Regions from separate parts of the Gossypium arboreum genome. Here region 2 is linked to region 1. The links are chromatin contacts, called in public Hi-C maps. All regions are on one chromosome and are shown on one strand. Each heading gives the region's core, a stretch centred on a gene start, on an enhancer-like site or on the middle of the called end of the contact. The rest is flanking DNA. Distances are from core to core; before and after follow the strand shown.

The links. A called contact is a pair of places that touch in the nucleus more often than the background predicts.
Region 2: a Hi-C map of leaf shows a contact between it and region 1, with 4 times the contacts expected there. The contact joins the promoter of LOC108460650 here to the promoter of LOC108460652 in region 1. A contact is called at or near these places in 2 of 5 Hi-C or Micro-C datasets (both in leaf).

The regions. Positions count from the first base shown.
Region 1 is chr3:122,424,357-122,430,201 of ASM2569848v2, reverse strand. It overlaps LOC108460652 (serine hydroxymethyltransferase 7-like), which reads left to right and starts at 2,664. Exons shown (of 5, transcript XR_001867621.2): 1 at 2,664-3,977; 2 at 5,245-5,650.
Region 2 is chr3:122,632,852-122,638,696 of ASM2569848v2, reverse strand. It overlaps LOC108460650 (mitogen-activated protein kinase kinase kinase 1-like), which reads right to left and starts at 3,058. Exons shown (of 9, transcript XM_017760228.2): 1 at 1,815-3,058; 2 at 840-924; 3 at 649-711. The coding sequence starts at 2,821.

The DNA of each region.
Region 1 (5,845 bases), core at 1,415-3,914:
AAATCGAGATAAATCATCTAATTGTATTATAAAAAAATATAAAAGAAACTAAAAATAAAAGAACTTCAACTTCTTAAAATAATTAAACTAAAAGTATATTTACATAAATTAAAAATTCAATTTCCTAAAATAATAAAATATCATTTTAGTACTCCAATACTTTTAAGATACTTCTAACTTATCGATACTAATAATTTTGGGGGCTATGGAAATAACTAATAATACTTAAATTTAATTAAATCACAATGCACTTTAGGCTTGTTCATGGGTTGTGTTACTCGCCTAATTCAAAGATCTGATCAAAAATTAGGAAGGTTTTGATAAAAAATTAGACTTAAAAAATGAGTTTGGACAAAAAAATTAAGCCCATTTAGAATATAGGTTGAGCTTAAGCTTGAACATTCAAGACTCGAGATTTTTAAAGTTTGTAATATTTTATATTTTGTTATTTTTATATATTATGTAATTTGTAACGCATAAAAATTAAATCTATAGTAATATAATGTAGACATTAAAAAATTAAGATAATTATATATAGAATTATTAAATATTAAATTAAAATAATATAAATATAAAAAAATTTAAAAATAATATGAGTGGGTCTAAAATGGACTTCCGGTAGCCATTTACAAGTGTAACCAAATATTATTATTATCATTATTATAATCTTACATTGTACATGGATATAAAAATAGAGTTGGAGAACAAAATCTATCATCCACCCTAAAATTAATTTTCATCTTGCCATGAAATGTTTTTTCTTCAACCAATATTTTTGAAATCAGGCCAGGCGGGCCAGTCAAACCGGTTGAAGCAGGTAAAAATCCCGTTTGAATCGCGAACCAACCAGAATCGCGGTTGAAGTGCTAACCAACGATCGAAAAAACTGGTAAAAAAACGGTTGAAAGGATTTTTGAAATATTTAAGCTAAATTTGCCTAGGCCAAATCGAAACAAAAATAAAATAAAAGCCCACTGTTAAAATAATAAAAGCCAGTGTTAAAAACTTAAAACTAGCACAAAACATATGTATCCAAACAAAAAAAATATTGCTTTAGGTTATCGTCATGACTTCATCAACCAGAGATTTCAGATTTGAGAGATGTTCAGTTTATCAGAGAAGAAAAACATTTACCAAGAAGTAGCTTCTGACAAAAAATTCTCACGCTTAAGAAAGATTTTAAATAAATAATAATAATAAAAGCAAAGAAAATTGTGAAAAAGATGAACTCATAAAAAAAAAAAATAGAAAGCAACTTCAATCTTTTAGGAAGGAAAAAAATATAATTATCAGAAGGAAACTCAAATTGACGAAATTATATGTTTTTTTTAAAATAAAATTTAAAGAAAACTCAAATGGATTATGAAATTAGAGTTTCTTATAATCATCCCAAATTGTCCCTTAGACAGTAAATAAATTTCTTTTCCATGGTATTCCCAAAAATAATTCCCAACAACACTAAAATTCAAAACTAAAAAATAAATTCTTTGTTTATTGATATTTATTTTAATACGAAAAGAAAGAAGTGGAGATCTATTCAATTTTTAGTTTCTTTTGCTCAAATCAATTGTTCTTTTCTCTCTTCTTTTTCTACAGTCTTGTAATTTGTAAATATGTTCAACCAGCAGTTAAAATTGATTCTGTCCAAAATTAGTAGTTTCATCGGTTTAACTATTACTCTAATTATAAAACCCTTGTTTTCAACTTTTAAATAATATTCATATTTTTGGACGCTACTATTTGAAAATGTTACAATATTGAATGTTATTTATAATGGTTTTTTTATTTAATAGAATTATAATAGTAATTAAATGATTATTAATTTAAAATAATATCTATTAATTATTATAATTCAAACAAATAAATATAAAAATATTATTAAATGTAATTTATGTCAAATGATAACTTGTGAAGTAGTGAGCATTCTTGTGAAAACAGAATAAAAATTGGTTAACCAAGTCAAATGATAGCTATTTCGTCTTAATTGTTGGAATACTGCTTCTTTTGAATATATTTTTTATATGTTTAAATCGATTGTCATGTTAGAATACTACTTTTGAATTAATTTTTTATATGTTTAAATTGACTATTACATAACACTTTTAATTGTAGCTTGGCCCTTCCCCAAGATTAATATATTGGCTCCGCCACTTGTAATTTATAACACAAAAAATTAAACCTATAGTAGTATATGTTACCATGATGTAAACATTAAAAATGTTAAGTTACTTATATATAAAATTTTAATAAATGAAAAATATATAAAATTATTAAAATTTAAATTAAAGTTAATATAAATATTTTAAAAACAATATAAGTAGGCCTCAAATTAGCATACGCCAATCATTTATAAATGTAAATTGATTTGAATAAAATTTTAAGTTATTATTTCAAGTTATATTAGGTTTGAATAAATATAAAATGTATTAATATTTAAAGACAACAAAATAAAATTGATTAAGGAGAGAAAATGAAAAATATTTTGAAAGATAGAAAATACAATTTTATCATGATTTTCTAAAAACTAAAATTATTTGGTAACAATGGCAGCCTTCCATCACCAGAATTATTACATCAATTTTTTATCTAATTGTTTAAAAAGAATGAACCTAGCCGTCATTCAATCTGCATGAGTTTACAAACCAAGTGAACCATTCTTCGTACGCCACCTATCTTCCATTTTGTCCACGTGCAATCTTACCGGAACAAGCCGGTATGCCCTACTTGCTATCCCCGGTCAACAAAACGTTCCATTCTTCAAAATCTCATCTACCTTCATTCAACCACATCTTCGTCAACCACCTGTCTTCCGGTAACCCACCTCCCCTCCTTGCCTTTTCTAAGGTTTCAGTTTCAGGGACTCATTTGTAAACACACACGCAAAATTTATTTATACATATTCTATGGGAAGCTCTGTTTGTGCGAAGCATCGTTATTTCCGTTATTAGGAATTTCAACTCCTCGGGAAAAGTTCCCCCAAACACTTCAAAAATTTCCCTTTTAGGGTTTCAATGGATTTATTTCATACTAAATCGGGTTTGTCCCTGGGTTTTACTAAATCCTCCATTGCGGATGATCCGATTTCGCTTCAAATGGACACCACCTTTCGCTTCTCCGTCTCACCCGTTCCGTTACAGTTGTTCGAGGAAAAAGACGACGGCCACCGTGAAAATCGCATCGAAAGTGATGAAGAAATTAGGATTTGGGGGCAGTCTATGTGTGTGAAAAGACAAAGGGATCCTAAACCTCTTCCAAATCCTTGTAAACGGTTTGCTCCCGACCCCGGCCTGGACCAAAGACGAGCCGCGGTCAGGTCGTGGGGAAACCAACGGCTACAAGAGGCCGATCCTGAATTGAGTGAGATCATGAACAAGGAAAAGCAGAGGCAATTCTTAGGAATTGAGCTTATTGCTTCTGAAAACTTTGTGTGCCGAGCTGTGATGGAAGCTTTGGGAAGCCATTTAACAAACAAATACTCCGAAGGAATGCCTGGAGCGAGGTACTACACGGGCAATCATTTTATTGATCAAATCGAAAGCCTATGTCAAGATCGTGCAATGGCAGCTTTTAATCTTGATTCCGACAAATGGGGAGTCAATGTGCAGCCTTATTCGTGTACTTCTGCAAATTTCGCCGTTTATACGGGACTTTTATTACCTGGTGATCGGATGATGGGATTGGATTCGCCCTCTGGAGGGCATATGAGCCATGGATGGTATATGCCGGGTGGGAAGAAAGTCTCTGCTGCGTCGATATTCTTTGAGAGTTTTCCTTACAAGGTGAATCCTCAAACAGGGTTTATTGATTATAATAAGCTTGAGGAAAAGGCGCTTGATTATCGGCCCAAGATTCTAATTTGTGGTGGGAGTTCGTATCCTAGGGAGTGGGATTATGCAAGGTTTAGGCAAATTGCAGATAGATGTGGAGCTGTTTTGATGTGTGATATGGCTCATATTAGTGGTCTTGTGGCAGCCAAGGTTTGAAAATTTTCTTGTTTAAATTACTTATTAGTTTGATGTTTTGATTGTAGTTCAAAGGTTCTTTTCCACGAGTTAAGGTTTCTTGCAATTTGTTTGGTGGATAGGCTTGAGGTAAATTACTTAACTAGTCTAGAAAAAATATTAATCACTTAGATACTACTGGGGTTAACTTACAAGCCGCATTGCTGTTGGTAAACATCAAGTAATGTATTACTGTTTGCCTGTCAAATATGCTTGTGATTCACACAGCCCAACCTTCGATCCCATGCAGACAGAACCACACATGCTCAGATTTACATTTAACAAAGACCTGAAAGAAAAGCCACATTACTTGCATTCTGGGGAGAAAGCTTGAGCTTATTTGGCAGAAACCAAATCCTGTCAGCCTGTGAATTTGTATATCCAAACAACATAACTTATTGATGTTGAACCAAGGGTAAACCTATCTATTAGATTTTTTGAGATGGACTGATTTATCATATACTATTATGAACTGTGAACTATCTGACTATATGGATCTTCTAAAATTTTCTTTGTTTTCTTTTCCGTTCCTAAAAACTTTTGAGTTTATTAGAATTGGTAATATGTCAATGTAAACACATATGCATTGGGTTTATATATGAATAAATGTAAATAGATCTCATCCTTTGTACTTTTGTACTTGTTAGTCATGGCAATGTGATGTTTCATTCCTTTTGTTCTTTTCTCCTTTTGGTCGGATGAGTCTAATTATTTCAGAAAAAAGGAGATTTTTGGAAGACATGTAAGGATAGGATTTATATTTTGACTGTTGTAGTGATGGTAAAGCATATGAATTTCATAGTTTCCGGTTTCCCTTATGCTAACTACATTTAGGAGAGCTCTATTTGTTTGAATACTTTACTGTTGCTAGCTCAACCATGATATATATGAAATTCAAAGTTATACAATTTACAAACTGTTGATTTTTTTACAGGGTGTTTTTCTTCTCAAAGTTCATAAATCTAGTTTGTTAGGGTTATTTATGTACAAATTAACAGGAACAACTGTGTGACTTTCAGGCTTGAACTGTTAGAATTGTGTGCTAAGTTATTGTTTGAGTTGTCTCCCCACACCCCAAAAAGAAAATAAAATCCATTTGATATGCCTCGGCCCTTGTAAGAATATAATAGCTTCAACTTATAATGGCTCTTCATGTTGGTGAATCTTTCAGTATTTGTTTTTTAATGCAAGGCAATTTTGTGTTCTTTCTCCATACTGGCATGTTTACCCTTGTACATTACAGGAATGTGCTAGTCCATTTGACTACTGTGATATTGTCACTTCAACAACACACAAAAGTCTACGGGGCCCAAGGGGAGGTATAATCTTTTATAGGAGGGGCGCAAAATCAAGAAAGCAAGGCATGTGTCTCAGTAATGGTGATTGTACTGACCAGCTTGATTTTGAGGAAAAGATAAATTTTGCTGTCCATGCATCATTACAAGGAGGACCTCATAACAATCACATTGCTGCTCTTGCCATAGCATTGAAGCAAGTGACTACACCAGAGTACAAAGCCTATATGCAACAGGTGAAGAAAAATGCTCAGGCTTTGGCATCTGCTCTACTGAAAAGAAAATGCAAGTTGGTTACCGGAGGCACTGACAACCATTTGTTGCTGTGGGATCTCACTACACTAGGCTTAACAGGTGCCTGCTCAAAATCACAAATTTGGTTTATTTACGTGCTGTGCTAACACCTGAAATTTTCTTTTGGCTTGAATTAAGTTATTCTTTTTTGTAATTTCATTCGATTATGTTAAAAAATTGCATATTCACTTTGTTTCCAATTTTTCATCCAGAACTTCTTAACGGCTTTTTTAACCTTCTTTTTCCCCTTCTTTC
Region 2 (5,845 bases), core at 1,809-4,308, 210 kb before region 1:
ATGTAGCGATTTACATGCATCAACAGTCATTCAATATTTGGCATTGAGCTGACAATCTTTTTCTTTTCTTTTCAACCATCTCTCTATAGCTAAACAAGTAAGGCTATTTAAACATAAACTTTGGCATTAAGGCCTTTCTCAGAATACAAGAATATACAGGGGAGGTAGATATGTAACAGTCAAATTGTAGTGCAATAATGCACTAATGCTAAGATTAGCAAAATAGCCTCAAACGGCAGCAGCAATATAACCTTTCAATGGGTACAGATGACAAAACATCCTAAGTCCAAGATAAATTAGTTCCCGTGATAAATTTACAGTAGGCCACAGGATAGCAAATGTTTTCTTTTATCCATGATAAATTTCTATGGATATACACATTCTGTCAAATTTAATTTTTAGAGAAAAATACATTGCAAATGGCTATATTTGAATTTTTTGTTTAATATCTATTTTGATGAGAAAAAAAAAAGTAGGAAAGGAGGCTAAAATATTACAAATGAAATGACAAAAACAAAGAGAGGTTTCTGTCCTAAAACTCAAGAAAGAAAACTAAAAACAAAATTAAGCGTAACCAATTTTTCAAAATTCAGAGAATAACCAAAGTTATCAATTCAAGTGATTATGGTAAATGTGACAAATTAGTACCTTATCTGTGCCATAATACTGAACTATATTTTCATGTTCAAACTGACTTAAAAGCGCAATCTCCTGAAAAAGAAAGGAAAGAGAGAAATTAAATGGACAGAAAAGAAGAAAATAGATATTTCAAGAAAAAAGATTGATTAGCATAAAAGAAACTGAAAATTTAAATAAATAAAAGCCAAGATCTGTCTCACATGTTCAAGTTGGATAACACTTTGCTTTCCCTGACTTCCTTGATCAAGCAACGAAACTTCCTTCACCGCAAAAAAGAATCCATCACTACAGGAAAACGAATGGATAACTTATTAATATAGCACTGAAAGAAAAATATCTCTTCCCTAAAGAAATGCATGATCTACTGAACAAGTGGAAAACCAATTAATTGCTGGCTAGGATAAAATATGCTTTTGTACACTATTATGAAAAAAATTATGATCAGTGATTTTTTCTGTAACTCCCAAGTAAATGTCATCATATAGCTTAAAGCCTATAACAATCCAAAATCTCTACAATTAGCTCCAAATCTCAAAAATCCTAGTGCAGTGTTGCCTCCCTTAATTATGTTTCTCATGTCTTCAAAAACAGTAAACAATAAATTCGTCATCTTGAAATCTATATACAGAACAAGATATCTCCAAGGAAAAAGTTCCTAACCAAATAATACCACCAAAAACATATACTTGAATCGACAATCAAAATCTATTTCTAAAACAGGACTTACTACCATTCACAAATTGCCCACAAAAAATGTAGGTCCAATCATGCAAAACTTCAAGCAGCAAAAATAAAAAACAAAAACAAAGTAACACTTAAAGACAGATGATAGTGCAGGCTAAAATACATCAAACCTTCATGTTCAAGACGCAGAAACATGAGATGTCCAAAAAGTAGTCACATTTGGAATTCACCATATAAATGAAATCTAGCAATCCTAAGATGCTACTATCCTTAATCCATCAAGCCAAACATGTAAGAAGGTGCTCTCTAAAGAAGAAAGGAGCCATACAGAGGCGCTTTCTTAAATGCTTAACTAAGACCAAGAACACTTCCTAACCCCAGATGCTTGAAACAAAAGATAAAATAAGGTGCCCAAAGATAAAATAACTTGCAACAAAAGCTACTAAATGAAAATGGATGTTATATTATAGGCAGAGTATCAAATCACTTACTCAGAAATCCCTTCGTAAACCGATCCAAATGATCCACTTCCCAGAAGCTCACCTTTCTCCCAATAAGTAATTGTCCTTTTGAACCTACCGTTAGGAGAAATATTTGACATAGGCTCTGTTGTAGTACTCGAAGAATCATCATCATTCGAAGTTGTGAAAGAACAAGACTCTGAAAGCACCGCATTGTCTCCTATTCTCATTAAATTTTCCTCCTTAGTATTTCCCTCATTAAACCCACCGTCCTCTCTTTTATATTCTTCGTCATCGGAAGACGAATGTGAGTTAACCGGAATCGCACACCCTCTATCGTCATCGGGGCCGAAATCCCTAAACAGATCCCAGGTGGAGCAGCCGTTATCGATCGCTTTTAGCTTCATTCCCGGAGGTGGCTTTAAAAACGGTGGCCTATCCCCTTTAATTCCACTATTCCCCCCTCCAACAACAACATTCGAAACGCAAGACGTGCTTGACTTCAATTCGGTTGTCGTAGTATTATCCACCGCAATTTTATCAGAAAAGCAGCATTCCCTTTTCGACTCGGACGAGTCCTTCCGAGTCAACTCAGTAGCCAAAACCCTCTCAGCCAATTCATCTACTGTTACTTCAGCGCCCGCGCCGCCTTTTACTAGAGCTGTCTCTTCTTTAGGACTATCCAACCGGTTTAATCTGGACCGAGGCAGAAGATCCGACGACGATCTGATCTTACGGGCCTCCCAGGCGGCGGTCGGGATTGAAAAATCTTCAGGACCATTAAGGCCCAAGCTCCGACAAATTCGATCGAACTCTCCGTCGGTTCCTTCGAGACGAAAGCTTGTTTGATACAAATCGAGCGATCGTGTGACTAGAGGAGAAGAAGAAGAAGAAGAATCATCGAGAGACGAACAAAACGAGCCCGCATCGTAATCGATGTCCTTCGCTGCATTGCGTCGCTCGAGTCTAGGTTTTCTTCTGCTCCTTTTCGAGTCCATGGCGACTCTATTGCTAAAGAATCGAGGTAAGTGATGCATGTGGAACAGAATCCATCAAAATTCAAAAAAAAAGCTAAAGCAGCATAGGGTTTTCGAAAATATCAATTTAACAAAGAGAAACGCTTTTGTTCTTTTTCTCCGTAACTTTCCTAGGAAAATTTAGGTGAGAAAAATTGGGAGCGAAAAGCGGCTGACCTAAAGAGAGAGAAAAAAAAACGTGATAATGGTAGACAGAGTGGCTGGCTAGTAAACGCCGTCGGAAGAGAGAGAAATAAAGAGATTATACGCGTCGCCACGTGTCGCTTGCAAGAAATTTTTAAATCTTTGCATCCAAGGATTACTTTTTTATCCAGTTAGCTCCTTCAGTTTGTAAATTTTATTTTGGATTGTAATCACTAGGCCGTTTGTAATCGAATAGTTGCTTAGACTGTCCATTTGTAATAGTTTAATATTTATAGTTACTCACATTTGTATTTATATTTTAATTGTATGATATTGATTATATTTAAAAAATGTAAATTAATCATATATATTAGATTAAAAATAAATTGATTATTTTGTATATTAAAAATTGATAAATATTTAATAGAAAAATTAATTATTCTTTAATTTAACGTATAAGAATTAATTTGTCTAAATTTTAATAAAAAGATAAAATATAATTTGATTTCTAATATAAGAATCTTCATAATACTTTTATCGTAAATTTGTCGCCACATGAATAATAAGCTTATACCCAAATTTATTGTGTTGGAGTTAAATTTTTTTTAAAGTCCCACAACTATAATACATATACAAATATATATATATATATATATATATATATATATTTATGATCAATCGTAATATAAAACTTAACCAATATACAATACAACAAAGAAAGAATAAGATTCAAACCTTTTAAGGTCTAGTGCCTTAGCTTTTGCTAATAGTGTCTTTAATCTAATCATTGTCTGAGTCACTTGTCCAAGTTCGAGGGCTTATTTGAAAAGTAAGAGAATTTTGATAAAATATAAACTTGAAAAATAGGGTTGGACAAAAAAATAAGACTAATTCTCTAAACAAGTTAAGTTTCAGGTAAAATTATTTTTGTTCAGGATCGAGCCAGTCAGAATTAGTTGTTTTGTTGTTGTTTCATTATTGTTTTGCTTTCATTTTATTATTATATTGCTATTATATTATTATTATTGTTTAGATATTGTATAACTCATGTTTTATTATTAAATTTGCAACTTTGCTAAGTTACAACTATCTTAGTGTTTTTAAGTATAAAGGCTTTTCTAATGTATTTTTAATTTGTTAGGAAATATTTATTTTAATATTTTTAATGTATTTAATGTATTATATTTTTAAGTTTATTTTTATATAAAATAATTTTAAAAAATAAATACGGGCTAGACAGATCAAATTTAGATTTAGTATTTTTAATTTGAATAAAACTTAAACATAATTTTAAGTTTATTTTTCGTACTAAACCGAATCTAAACCTAAAAATAAATCTAAAATTTTATATTGACCAGATAGGTGTGTAGTGTCTAAACCTCATGAATAAAGATTAGATATTTTTAAATAAAATTTTGACTTCAAAATTTATAATAAAAATCAATTTTTTAAAAAAATTGATATCAAATATAGAAAGATGTGTATAAAAACAAAGGGGTTAATGGTCTACAGCGGCTGGCATCAAAAGTAGACCAACATGGATATTCGTCATTATCCTTGGTAAATGTGTGAATTTGCATAATGTCAAGAGTATGGTGAGATTTATACTCTAAAACAAAATCTATCTCTACTGGAATTGAATTAGTGTAATGCTATGTGAGTGGAGCCATCCACTCTAATTTTAATTTGATTCAATTGGAATCAAGATTTATTTATAAAATTTTAGTTAACTCATTCAATTCACATTTACATCATACCATATTTTTTAAGGTTGAGTTAAAGTTGTAATAAAATTTTAGGTTCGATTGATAAGTGTGGCTTTAGCTCAGTTTGAAAAATAAGTTTAAATATTTGTCTAAGTCTAGCTTGCCTGTATTAATTTTTTAATTTTTGTTTTTATATAAAAAATAAAAAATATGATATATCAAATATACTAAAATATTAAAATAAAATTTTTCCAACAAATTGAAAATAAATTAAAAAATATTTGTACTTAAATAACAATAAGATAAGTACAACTTAACAAGCAAATACCTCTAAAATAGTAGCAAAATTAACAATAAAACAAGTGTTATACAATATCCAAACATTAACAACAAAATAGTAGTAACATAATAATAAAATGGTAGCAAAATTGTGGCAAAAAGTGAGAAAACAACAACAAAACATGAAAGAATAAGGATTTTTTTAATGAAAATTCGAGCCAACCCAAACTCAAAAAAATCTTATCCGAGGCTCAATCCATTTTCTAAACAGGCCTATATTTTTGCCCAAACTCTCTCATTTTTCGAGCGAGAATGGGGCTGAATGACCCGACCCATGAACAACTCTATTTTTATTTAAGTGGTAAAGTTGAAAGTTTAAATATTATATGGGTTTTAAGTTCAAATCTCATTATATGTAGGTTTTAATAGTGTAACTTTATAAATACATGGTTTTTAATCAAATTGAGTATTAGTTTAGTCAAACTCTTAAATGATATTAGATTACTTGATTATAGTACACTCGTGACGTGGATGAAAAAGCTAATATAACATGTATATTTATAAAAAAATATTAAAGCTAAATAAGGCTTTGGTTAAAATGCATTTTAGGTTCAAATTTCATTATAATAATATTTTATAAATATATATATAAATATAAAAATACCTTCAGATTAATATTTGTTATTTTGTACGAGTCAAAGGTTTTAGTGTTAGTGTCTAGTTGATTTGTGACAAGATCTCAATCAAGAGCTTAAACGACTTAATTGGTTTCATGAGTCAATGGGGAGTCAACTAATTTAGAAAATTATCAAAATACCCTTCTATAAAGTAAGTTATATTATTACAAGAATACTCTTGTTTATTTATTTATTATTATACGATTTTATATAAAAAAATGAATAACAACTCAATTATG